3 separate regions of the Mus musculus genome follow, and regions 1 and 3 are each linked to region 2. A link is a contact called in public Hi-C data. All regions are on one chromosome and are shown on one strand. The core of a region is the stretch at or near the end of the contact, and the rest is flanking DNA. Distances in the headings are between cores, read along the strand shown. Region 1 overlaps 2610307P16Rik (RIKEN cDNA 2610307P16 gene). Region 2 overlaps 2610307P16Rik (RIKEN cDNA 2610307P16 gene). Region 3 overlaps Gm40841 (a long non-coding RNA gene).

The links. A called contact is a pair of places that touch in the nucleus more often than the background predicts.
Region 1: a Hi-C map of the N1E-115 cell line shows a contact between it and region 2, with 2.6 times the contacts expected there. The contact joins two enhancer-like sites. A contact is called at or near these places in 5 of 484 Hi-C or Micro-C datasets (the N1E-115 cell line, liver and trophoblast stem cells), 2 of 115 datasets of contacts at active chromatin or transcription factors (liver and pancreatic cancer cells) and 1 of 9 other capture datasets (embryonic tail).
Region 3: a contact with region 2 is called in a Hi-C map of the N1E-115 cell line, with 5 times the contacts expected there. The contact joins two enhancer-like sites. A contact is called at or near these places in 2 of 484 Hi-C or Micro-C datasets (the N1E-115 cell line and liver), 4 of 115 datasets of contacts at active chromatin or transcription factors (the SCID.adh cell line, embryonic limb bud, regulatory T cell precursor and 1 more) and 1 of 9 other capture datasets (embryonic tail).

The regions. Positions count from the first base shown.
Region 1 is chr13:28,530,969-28,534,557 of GRCm38.p6, reverse strand. All of the region lies in intron 7 of 2610307P16Rik (RIKEN cDNA 2610307P16 gene), which reads left to right. Among named protein-coding and RNA genes, the nearest start is that of Gm40841, 110 kb to the right of the region's middle. Within about 2 kb of position 2,122, at least 68 of the 459 cell types and tissues checked have an H3K27ac peak or open chromatin away from gene starts, as enhancers often do. A contact at or near this core is called in the N1E-115 cell line, where this site is marked.
Region 2 is chr13:28,662,672-28,666,292 of GRCm38.p6, reverse strand. All of the region lies in intron 5 of 2610307P16Rik (RIKEN cDNA 2610307P16 gene), which reads left to right. Among named protein-coding and RNA genes, the nearest start is that of Mir6368, 46 kb to the left of the region's middle. Within about 2 kb of position 1,767, at least 76 of the 459 cell types and tissues checked have an H3K27ac peak or open chromatin away from gene starts, as enhancers often do. A contact at or near this core is called in the N1E-115 cell line and regulatory T cell precursor, where this site is marked.
Region 3 is chr13:28,415,261-28,419,416 of GRCm38.p6, reverse strand. It overlaps Gm40841 (a long non-coding RNA gene), which reads left to right. Exons shown (of 3, transcript XR_003950511.1): 1 at 1-332. Among named protein-coding and RNA genes, the nearest start is that of Gm40841, 4.2 kb to the left of the region's middle. Within about 2 kb of position 1,731, at least 225 of the 459 cell types and tissues checked have an H3K27ac peak or open chromatin away from gene starts, as enhancers often do. A contact at or near this core is called in the N1E-115 cell line and regulatory T cell precursor, where this site is marked.

The DNA.
Region 1 (3,589 bases), core at 873-3,372, 130 kb after region 2:
CCAGATTTCCTCGAGGAGAAACGAGTGTTTGGAAAGGAAGATCTGTGTGGTCTCCTGGAGGTGGGGGAATGAAAGGGAGGAAAGGCTGGGATGGTGGTCAGCCTAGGAGCTGAGGAGGAGAATGGGGGATTGAATTAGACAAGAAGAGGGAGAGAGAGGAAGACTCTCAATGCTGCTCCCTGCTTTCCTGGCTGGAATGCTGCTTTGCAGCCCTCCTGCCAAGCTTCTCAGCACCATATAGAATAAAGTGCCTGGAGCTGTCATCATTTTCTCCTTTGCTTATTGCTGCTCTGGAAGTTCTAATTAATTAATTTAATTTATTTATTTTTAAAATAGGGTTTCACTATGTTTCTCAGTCTAGATTCACACTTGACATCTTCCTGCCTGTCACTCTGAGTGCTAGCTCATGGGCCTGTAGTCTAGCTCTGAAAGGAAGATTCTTTTCATTCTTTTTGCCATTGGTTGCAGTGGTCTGTCTAGGGTTTTAATTATGTTGTGGTGATTCCCTTTGCTGCCTGGTATATGGAGTGTTTTTGTCAAGAAGGACATTGGATATTGATTTTTGGTTATTTTATTCTGTATTACTTTTGGGGATCATGTAAAATTTTGTCCTTTTTTCCTATTAATGTCATATATTGTCATGATTGGTTTTAGTGTCTTGAACCATCCTCCATTCCTTTTCCTTTCACCGTGTGACTGAACTGAGTTTGCTAATATTTCATTAGGAATTTTTGGTTTTGTTTTTCTGCATCGATGTCCCTGAGAGACATTGAGCTATAGTTTTCTATTCTACTTCTATCTATATTTCTCTCTTCTTTCTATCTGTAGCCACCCTGTCTGGCTTTGATGTCAGGGTAATATTTAGACAATGATTTAGGAGGTGTCTAAGTTTCCTTCCATTCTTCCTCCTTAAGTCTTTTGAAAAAAAGTCTATAAAACATTGGTATGATTTCATTTTTAGATGTCAGTAGAAGATTGTCCATTAAAAATCTAGTGAGTGTATTAAAAGTAATCAGATTATAGGAACCTTATATTTAGAATAAGAAGAAACTTAGCAGATATAGGAATTCCAGATTTGTTATTTGTAAGCTCGCTCCTTCCTTCCTTCTTTCCTTTCCTCCTTATTTTTAATTATTTCTTCCTTCTTTCCTCTCTGATAATTCTTTGCAGTCAGTACTGTCTTGGTCTTCTGTTCCTCTAAATCCTTACTGCAGGATTGAAGGCTGAGTCTGGCCTGCATTATGTGGCCTGGCCAACTGCCTGTCACTCTCTCATGCTTTAGGAGTTCTGATAAGAACAGTAAGCATTTTCTCACAGCAAATGACTCAGAGTTAAATGTTGTTCCAGATACAAAAGTTGCTTCCCAAAACAGCTATGCTTCATTTGTTTTCAACCATTTTGATCTACTTGTTCCATGTAGATATAAAAATATTAATGCTGATCTTTCTTAGGTCAAGTTTTAAAGACTTTTTTCCCTTTTATCCATCCATCTCTCTGCACTTACAACATGCTCCGAACACTGTAGTCCAATGTAAATATAATACACATCACATGAGTGATTTTAAAGAGAAGAAAAGAAACAGAGACAATCCATTTTAATGGTGTATTTTATTTAACCTAACATGTAAAATGCGATTTCAATATTTAATTAATAGAAATAATTAAAGAGATGATTTAATTTATTTTTCATACATATTTCTTGAAATCTACTGTGTATTTTAAACTGATGATATATCTCTATCATAAGTCCATAAGCTTGGATTGGCCATGTGTCAAGTGCGCAAAGGCCATGTGTCTAGTAACTATTACATTTTAAAGTCTAGAACTAGTTTATTTGGTCCTGAGGATGTAATGTCCAAAAGAGGTCAGCTCTTACCCCTGCCTAGTGGACAGGGCAGATCAATGAAACATTTAATATTGGTGTCGAGTACCTGAGGGGGAACTGAGCACAGAGGATTGGGAGCCCAGAAAATGGGCTCAGAGTCTGACCTGTGAGCCCAGGCCTCTGGCAACAGACACAGATTGTTTCACTAAATCTCATTTCTTTGAAGTTGTCCCCTGTGGGAGGCCACTGAGCTGGAGTTTGGCACAGATCCCAGTCTGTCAAACATTGACTTTTGGCTCATACAAGGAGAGCCATTGGCAAGTTCACATTTACTTACAGGCTCTGCTCTGGCCACAAGTCAATGGGTTGGGATTTCACCATCCCAAATGTGTCTGCCTTTCACTCTGGCTTGCTTTTCGGTCTCTAGGCCAAGCTCTTTTCTGTGCTGCGGACTACTCTTCCACCAGCCATAGCACCTTGTTCCTCTTGTACAGAACCAAGGGAGGGCCTTGGCAGTGTGATGGCAGGGTGGGAAAGCAAAAGAACATGTAGGGCTTCTTCCTTGCTGCATAGGCAAGAAACTCTACCTAAATTCTATGGTCTACAGACAGAAGGAGCTATTACATACACTTAGACTTCCATAGTCTAAGTATATAGTCCAGTTTCATCCTGGAGTCTTTCCCAAGGGCTCTCTGACCGTTAGTGGAAAGATCGATGTTTGGGCTACACGCCACCTTTCCTGTCCTTACCTGCTCACTGCATTTGCCCGTCTTCTCTAGGAGTTACCGAGGCCTCTGATATAGATGGCATGGCTCACGGGGTTAAACAAGTCTGTGCCTCTTCCCCAGACTCCCTGTGTGGGGTAGTGCTAGAGATATGTTTACAGACACCCAGCCAGGAAGTGCCAGGGAAGAGGAGGAGCAGTTTCCACTTAGCCTCCCACCTCTTCTTGGCTTTCCTTTCTGGCATCTCCCTACAGCCCAACGAGGGATGGGAATTTGGCAGGGTGAAAGTATCTCATTGTGCTTCCTCACCCCTCCGTCTTACCTCCCTCCCAAGACTTTTGCACTGTCCAGGTCATTTACCACACAGAGCTTGCAATTTCCTTTCTTAGTGCTGCTGTGGAAGAGGTTGGGAAATGTAATCCTGTCCAGGAGATGAGTGATGCATAGGAAGACAGGGTCAAATGAGGTCAGGGTTCAATGAGGTCCCCAGCTAGGGTTTTACCAATTCTCCCAGGCAGCAATGTGAAGGCCAGCCATGCTGCTCTGATAAGGGGGAGAGGATGGGAACTCTACCTCGCACACCTTTCTCTGTTGATATTAGAGTTAAGGTGGATAGGGAGACTCTGGAAGTCTAAGCATATGTAATAGTTATTTTTGTCTGTGGACCATTGAATTTAGGTAGAGTTTCTTGCCTATGTGGCTAAGAGGTATTTGCCTGGAACAGGGGCTACTTATCAGTGAATTTACAATAGAATAAAATGATCCTCTTGCCCAACGACCACAGATTGACAATAGTCCCTTGTAGAGGGATCTCGTCTCATGGGCCTCTTTCCTGTCCGTGATGAAATGTTTACATTCTCAATCTTGAGTGTGTCTTATGCAGATTACCAAAGATGAAGTCAGTTCATGAGTTGCATCATATCCAGGAGATGTCTTTATGCAGCATGTCTCCCTATTCTCTCTTCTCTCCCTGACATTATTTTCAACACATTCTCCTGTGATGGTCTCTGAACCATGGAGGAAGTGACAACTGTCCCAT
Region 2 (3,621 bases), core at 518-3,017:
TTAAGGATGGCCTTGTACTCCTGATTCTCCACCTTGCAAGCAAGTAAGTGCTAGGATTTCAGGTGTGCACCACAAAGTGTAAATCCTTTTCACTCTAAAATTTTTACTTAACTAGTTTTTTATCTGTGTGCTCATGCATTTGCCCTAGGATGTGAGACAGGTCCAGGGAGGTCAGAGGACAATTTGGGGAGTCATTTCTGTCCTTCCACCTCAGGTTCAAGGAATTAAAGGTCTTGCTCAGTAAGAGCCTTTACCAGCTAGGCTGGCCTTCCTTTCTTTGTTTTTGAAAGGACTGAAGGAGAGCCATCCACTGTAGTAGTACATATTTCTTTAATAAACACTAAGCTGTCGGGGCTCCTGTGTCCATGAGAGTAATACACAAGAGTGGCAATGCCGACAGCCTAGAGCCATCCTCAATGAATGGATCTCGGCTCCTGGAGCTGATGCTTCATTACATAGAAATTGTTGGCACGGGGTGGGGGTGGGGTGTATATAGTGCTGAGTTTTCAGAAAGGGTTTAATGAGTTTGATGTGCATTAAGAAGGGGAATATTGCAATACTTGCTTGGTTGAATTGCCAGGTATTATCAGTAGTCCTGGTTGATAAAGACTTGAGGGGCTGCAGACTGAGTCAGAGAGGCGCTCCTGTAGGGACTGGGATAGCATGCTACTTTTTCACTGAGAAACAAGAGCATGCGCAGACAGTACTCATCCATCTCTCAGTCAGGACATCTGTCTGTGTATTACCTAAGCAGTTAGGCCCACCATGAAGGGGGGGGGCGTTAGAATGGAGAAGAAAAAGGGCTGAAGAAGTTTGCAGAGAAAACCCCAACAGTTTTTCAAAGCAGACTTAGTAGCCAGTTCCTAAGCCCTGTGCTCTTGTCTTCTAGAAACAAAACCCAATGTCTGAAGCTGAAGCTGAAATAAGAAGCTGGATATGTTCCAGGGAAACCCAGCAGTCGGGCTTCCGAGTCTCAGATTCGAAAGGGGAAAAAAAAATCCATTTTGCAAAGTAACTTCTTACATTGATTGCTAGCTGTCAGTGTTTGACAGGCAGACCCTGAAGCATTAACTGATTGAATTCTTCAGTCCTGCATGGTTATAATGGTGGCCTCCCTCTGCTGCTCTGTGCTTCTAAATTCGTGTGTGGATACAGGAGACACGCGCTCAGTGAGGAGGGGAGAGCAGAGTAGAGTAGAATGCTTTGGCATCATCGGCTTGTTCTTTCCTAAAGAGAACTGTAGAAAGAGGTAGCATTTTAGTTGAAATATTGTTTATTGATTGCTTATGTTTTATAGCAGCTAATAAATTGTCCAGCTCCTGACACCCCGCCTTCCCTGACCCCTGTGCCCAATCCTCCCATTCTAGACATAGTGGGTCCACAGACACACTGTGGGATAGTGGTTGATGCTATCATTCTTTCTCACAGCCCTGCATCCTATCTCTTTCCCTTTGGCACTGGGGACTGCCTTATTTCTTTTCCTGTCTTCCATAAACTACTTCGAGGGCAAAGTAACTTAAGAGAGAAAGGGTTTATTATGCCCATGGTTCAAGGGCATAGTCTATCATAGCAGGGAAGCAATGGCATCGGGAGTTAGAGGCAGCTGCTCACATCACATTTACAATTAAAAAAAAAAAAGCAGACAGTGATGAATGCCAGCTGCTGTTCAGCTGCCTTTCTCCAGCACAGCCCAGGGGCCCAGCCATGGGCTGTGCCACCCACAGTGAGCAGATCTTCTCATCCCTGTTAATGCCATCACGCCAACCCCACAGGCTTCCTGTCTCCTAGGTGATGCTGCATCCTGTCAGGTTGGCAGTTGACACTAACCACCTCGGGACAGCCACGGTTTGTGCTTCCCTTGAGAGTGAGAGAATCGTCTAACTCTCCCACTGAACTGTCTTTGACTGCTTTGTTTTTAAACCTAGGAGTTCCCAGCTCCACAGCTCTGGTTTCAGGGAGCAGTGGACCCCTCTGTTTGGTGGGTACTTAGGTACTTAGCATCCTGCCTTCCACTCTGCACTCACATGCCTCTAGGCTAATGACCTCCTGCGGATGTGGGTGGCAAGCATTGGTTGAAATCAAGCTCTTTAGAGAGATGCAGAAACAGGGTTCTGGAAGGTAGGGGGTATTCAGCTCATCTGTGGCAGGGTACCACATGTATGCAGTGCTGGCTGGTCTTTGGCTGATGGAATGAGTGTGCTGGAGAAAAAGAGATGAGGTAGAGGAGGGACCGTCAACCAAGACTTGGGATTTCATCTAAGACAAAAGGAAGAAATTAAAAGCGTGGTGAAGATGAGGTATTTTCCAAGAGTAGCCCTTTACTTTCTATTGAACTCAAGGAACAATGTGTATTCATTCATTGGTAGGCAATTTAGGGTAATGGAGTGTGGACAATTTCTGATTTCACCTCCTTGCCTCCTGTGGTCAGCGCTGCCTTTTGTTGTTTAAAAAAAAAAAAAAAAACGGGTGGGGGATGGGGTGGGGGGGTGGGGCATGGGGGGCTAAGAAAGAAAGCAAGTGAAATGCTTTCCAGATCTGATAACTTCTGAGATCTCAGGAGAGCACTCTGGCTCAGGTCCCAGGATGAGGTCACACCGTCTGCCGTTAAATTTATGTTGGGATGTCAACCACACCAAAGGCTGCCTGCCATGATCCCTCTGCTGTCGTTTATCAGGGTGGAAGGAACGGCTCTTGGGTCAGTTCTGTGTGTGCCCTGTGACTGCCCAGACCTGCTTAGAAGGGTAGCCTATTCACAGTGGAAAAGACATTAAGTATTCTTTTCTGTTGAATGCTGTACAACCTTTATGTCATGAAATTCAAATCTTTTATCTCCTCTACCTTGTAAAACCTTTATGCAAATGTTTTAATTTCTCCTTTACCTGGTGAAACTTTTTTTTTTTTTTTTTTTTTACACAAAGGCCCAGCTGCTTTCTCTAAACTTCAGTGACTGAAGTGGCTCACCCCTTCCCCTTCCCTCTTTCCTTCTTTTTCTTTGTTCTGATTCTTTTAAAACTAGCCAGCTGTGGAAGACTGTGAAGTCAGAGTCCCACCAATGGGGGAAAGTCAGTTACTACCTGTGTTAGAATGAAGACCAAGTGCAGTTCTTGTCCCTGTGTGGGTTGGGTCCTGGTCCACCTTTCTCAGGGACTCCTGTACAACTCATACAGCACTCAACAGAAAAGTGGCCTTGTCGAGTGGCTGTCACTCTCTGCTTGTGTGTTCCTCTTTGTAAAACTGAGGCCACTCCGTTTCTAACAGTGAGCATTGTAGGTACTTTCTTTTTCAACTGATAGTTTTAAATTTGAGACGTTTTTGATGGGGGTGTGACTGGCGTTGAGGATTGGGCCTTTTCTGTGATACTGAACATGGATGAACATGTTTGAATAGGCCTGGAGGCCTGGTAGGGTTGCTTCCATCAGTGTTGTTTTGTGATTGTCGGTGTATTTGGGGGAAAGAGCTCTTCTTCTGGGAAGCTATGCATTAATCTGAAGCATCGAAGGCAAACTGCCGTACCCGTGCCTTATGTATAATCAAAGCACAGGGTAGCTGGTGAGTGTTAGGCTTGGGGGGGGGGGGGGAGGGGAAGAAGAGTTTGAGAGAGAGAGAGAAGTGCTGAATGGA
Region 3 (4,156 bases), core at 482-2,981, 250 kb after region 2:
CACCGATGATATGCATACAGGGCGAGGGCAGCCACCGCCCCTGCCTCACGCACCTAACCCCGGCTGCTCGCTGGGATTGTCTGAGGGGGACAACCCAGGTCTGGATGTGGTGGCATTTTTTCAGAGAGTGGAACTGAAGATGGATGAAGCAGGTACTTGCTGTGTCTGCTTGGCAGGGCAGAGCTGGAGAAATGGAAGGGGAAAAGAAGAGATGCTGACTGTCGTAAGATTGTCTGCTGCCAGCTCCGCAGTCTTAATCTAAGGAAGGATGGCATAGTGGATCTGCCAGCACGTGCATGGAGGAACTGTAAATTGCAGTGTGGATGTCCCTGGTACTGTCAAGGAAGAAACTGATGGGCTGGGTGACTGTACAGTGTCCCCAGAGAAAAATAGCAGCCTTGCAGCATGGATTTAAGTGCATGTGCATGCGTGTAGAGACATGGAAGAGACTGTGTAACACATACACACACAGAGAGAGATATGAGAGAGAGAGAGAGAGAGAGAGAGAGAGAGAGAAAGAGAGAGACTCTTTGCTGGGTTGGGTTTGATTACAAGCCAGTGTTTTCAGCTCCTGCTCAAGACCTATTTCCTGGCTAGCCAGAAAGCTCGGCCAGAGCAGCTGCATATAGACTTTTCTTTTTAACGGCATAGCAAACCCCTTCAGTTTTAACTCCTTGAAGTTCTAAGTGCTCAGCGTTGGGCTAAGGCTCACTGTACGGTTTTGTTTTCTTCTCCTACAGAGCCCTGTAAACACAGCTGTATTCAGTATGGCAGAAAAATTCTGTCCCTTAAATAGAAATGCGATCAATTTAATCAAAATAAATGTATCCCAGATGACTCTGAGGCCAGCTGGATACCACAGGCTTCAGAAGCTAAGCATTCAGTGGAGATGGATACAGTGTTAGATTTACATGCTTTCAAATGCTAGGATCAGCTATGCTTAATAAAGGAAATTCTTTAAGGAAAAGGGAGGGTCCTCCTGGCACCCAGCTATAGATGGTGACCACAGGTGCTGCTGCTGATCCTGGCACTGGGGTTTGTGGCTGTCGAGCTTGCAGGGGTGTGTGGCATGAGGCAGGGCACGGCTGATGTCAGTGTGAAGAAAGCTTGCAGCCTGCTTGAGGCTGTAGGAAGGAGGAGGGTGGCCTCTCATTGCCTCTGTCGGGGCTTGGCTGGTACTAGAAGCTTGTAGATAGATAAGGGTGAGCTGGGTGAACTGAGCTCTGAGCCGGGAGCAAGCAGCTTTCCCAGTTGTCATGGGGGCTCCTCTGGGACGCCTGTCTGGCCTGTCCTCCCACTGTTTGTTAGAAATTCTACAAAGCGGCTCTGTGTGCTGGATTATGTTTGGCCAGCTGTTGGTGCATTCCTGAGGGTGGGGTGGAGACAGGATCTTATTACTGTACTTCCAAACTGTAGATCTATGTGGGGAGAGAGAGAGAGAGAGAGAGAGAGAGAGAGAGAGAGAGAGAGTGTGTCAGGATGTGGTGGGGAGAGGAAAGAAACGCAAGCAAGTCTGATAATCCCTTCTCCTTCTCCAGGTTGTGCTAGAGGAGCATTCAGAAAGGCTATGAAGTGAAAGAGAGAAAGGAGAGGGTAAGGGGTGGGAGCACAGTGGAACAGCCATGAGACAAAGCAGAACTTCAAAGCTGCAGAGACGAGCAGAATGTCAGCAGCTTGTAATTAGCGGTTCATGGTTGCGTCAGAGACTGTATCTCTCCAAGAATAACTGTGTGCTGTGTGCCACAGAGTGCAGAAGACAGTCATAACTAAGTTATCAAGCACAGTTCAAATGAGGGCAGACACATGAAGGCATTTTCTGTTTGAAAATTAAGCAGGGCTGAAGTGCACATCTCACTGGCTGGATTCTGCCTAACTTCTGGCAGGAAATGCTCAGCGTATAGGAGGGTGTTTGTTAGATCAAACAGGGGACCCATAAGCATGCAGACTGAGCATGCAAGCTCCGTCCCTGTAAAATACCGTCCCAAACAGCCCGGTACTGCACTGCTGGGGTCCTGTCTCCGTATATACCCATTCGCTTTTGTATGCCAATGGGAGAAAGTTAAAAGTACACCCAAGGACATATGTCCCCATTAGATTCTAAAATCCCTACTATAGAATTAAAACCTGACTGCAGGTTCTGAGTTGTTTTGGTATTCTTAATTTATACGCTGAAGAAGCTCTTTTTTTGCAATTATCTTGTTGGTAACCCTGTGAGGAAGCGACATACCACTATATGATGTTGAAGGGCACCTTTCCCTTCCATCCCCTGTCTCTGTTATTTGGAGGTGTGGGGCGTTCTCTGGAGCCTCCAGGAGGAGCTGGTGGGAGGAGCTGATTGGCTAGCAGGCTCAGCGTGTTTACTCTTATTTGTTTTCAGTGCTCCTTCGCAGCGTGCATTTAGTATTTGTATTTGTGTTCATGCTGCACAATTACTACTGACCAGCTTTGTTTCTCTGCCCGAAGCGAAGTCAATTTTAGTTCAGCCCCTGCAGTTGAGTCCCTGGACAATATGCACATATGTATTATGTTACCCGTGTATGCACTTTTCCTTTTAAAAACGTGGATTAAGGAAAATTGTAGGCAAGGAGAGACGTGTATATGAAATCAATAGCTTTTTGAATCACATGTAATATAATTTAAATATACTCACTTTAAGATTGCCAAAGCCTATGTTGTCTGAGCCCAGTTAATTTACATCTTCGATTTAGTCAAGAGGTGGAACCTGCCAGATCAGAATGCTGTATTCTGTGCACCCAACAGGGTGGAAGACATTATTTTGTTTGTGTTAGTTCAAACAGCTGGTCATTAATGCAGTCCCCATTTCTAGAGAGAAACGCTGGTGGACATGAATGGCTGTCTGATTAATGCTGCCCCTCGGAGGGTCCTTCACCCAGCCATGCTCCTGCAGAATAATGTAGCATGATGTGATTGCACTCTAACAGGATAGTATGTCATTGTGTCACCAAGCAATTGAGGTTATTATGGGGCAGGGCAGACAGACGGGACAGTGGGGTTACTAGACCGTAGCATTTTTAGAAATACAGGCCTGACCTACTTAGAGTTATTCTGGCAGGCAGCTGCACGGTACATAAAGTCTCCTGATAGGCTGAAGCTGTTGCTAGGGGGAATTAGCATGAATTTTTCCACACAGAGACTCAGCGACTGAATGATAAAAGCTGACTGGAATTAAAGAGATTTGGTTTAGCATTGTACAGATTGATCTGCCTCAGTTTTTTTTTTTTTCTTTCTCAAGTGCCAAGAAAGAGTGCAAAAAATAGAGACTTCTTTTTGTTTGTTTGTTTCTATTAGTTCTTTGACCTTCTCCTTCTCTTCCTTCTGCCCTTCATCCCCAAGAGCCAGGAGGGCAGGAGAACAGAGCAGTTATGAAATTTTGGTTAATCTCTTATTGCTGGGGTCATTGAAACCATGTTGCAAATGGCATGATATTTAAGCTTCAGGACTGCTGGGCGTACCTAGCAGAAGGGCAGATGGGTTTTTTTGGTCCCCTGTGTATCAAGCTGTTTTGGAGTTGGGCATGCATCTTTTATACACTGTATATTTTATACACCCCTTTCCCTTTTGGGCTTGAACAAAACATTTACATAAATTCTTTTCTATCCAAACAGATTGAAGCTTGCAATTGCTGGCTTGTTTAAAATAAGATAGTAAGATAGACAAGATTCCAGATTTAGAATATATATATATATATATGTATACACACACACACACACACACACCATTTTTTTATTACAAAAGTATTTTTTTCTGGGCTATGTTTGTCTTTTGAAAAGTCCAGTTTGGTGTTTGTGTTCAGGGATAGAATTGAACTGCTCCCACCCCACCCATTTTGTTTCCCAGTGTACAAAAAGCACTCTTTTGTTTGTTTGTTTTGTTTTGTTTTGCTTTGCATTTTTTTTTCTCTGCAGAAGAAAGTGTGGCTGTAGAATCCAGTCTGGAGACTGCTTTTCCATGTTGCTGACATGGGCACTGAGTAGAGAGAGCTCACATAATCAATTTTGCAACATGACCCACTTTCCCTCCCCAGCATTCCCAAGTGTCTGCAGTTTTAATAGCTCTTTACAAGAAGAGGATTTTTTAATAGATCATTTAAAAATAATCTGAAAGTCCATCAAGAGAAAAATTAAAGCAATGCGTA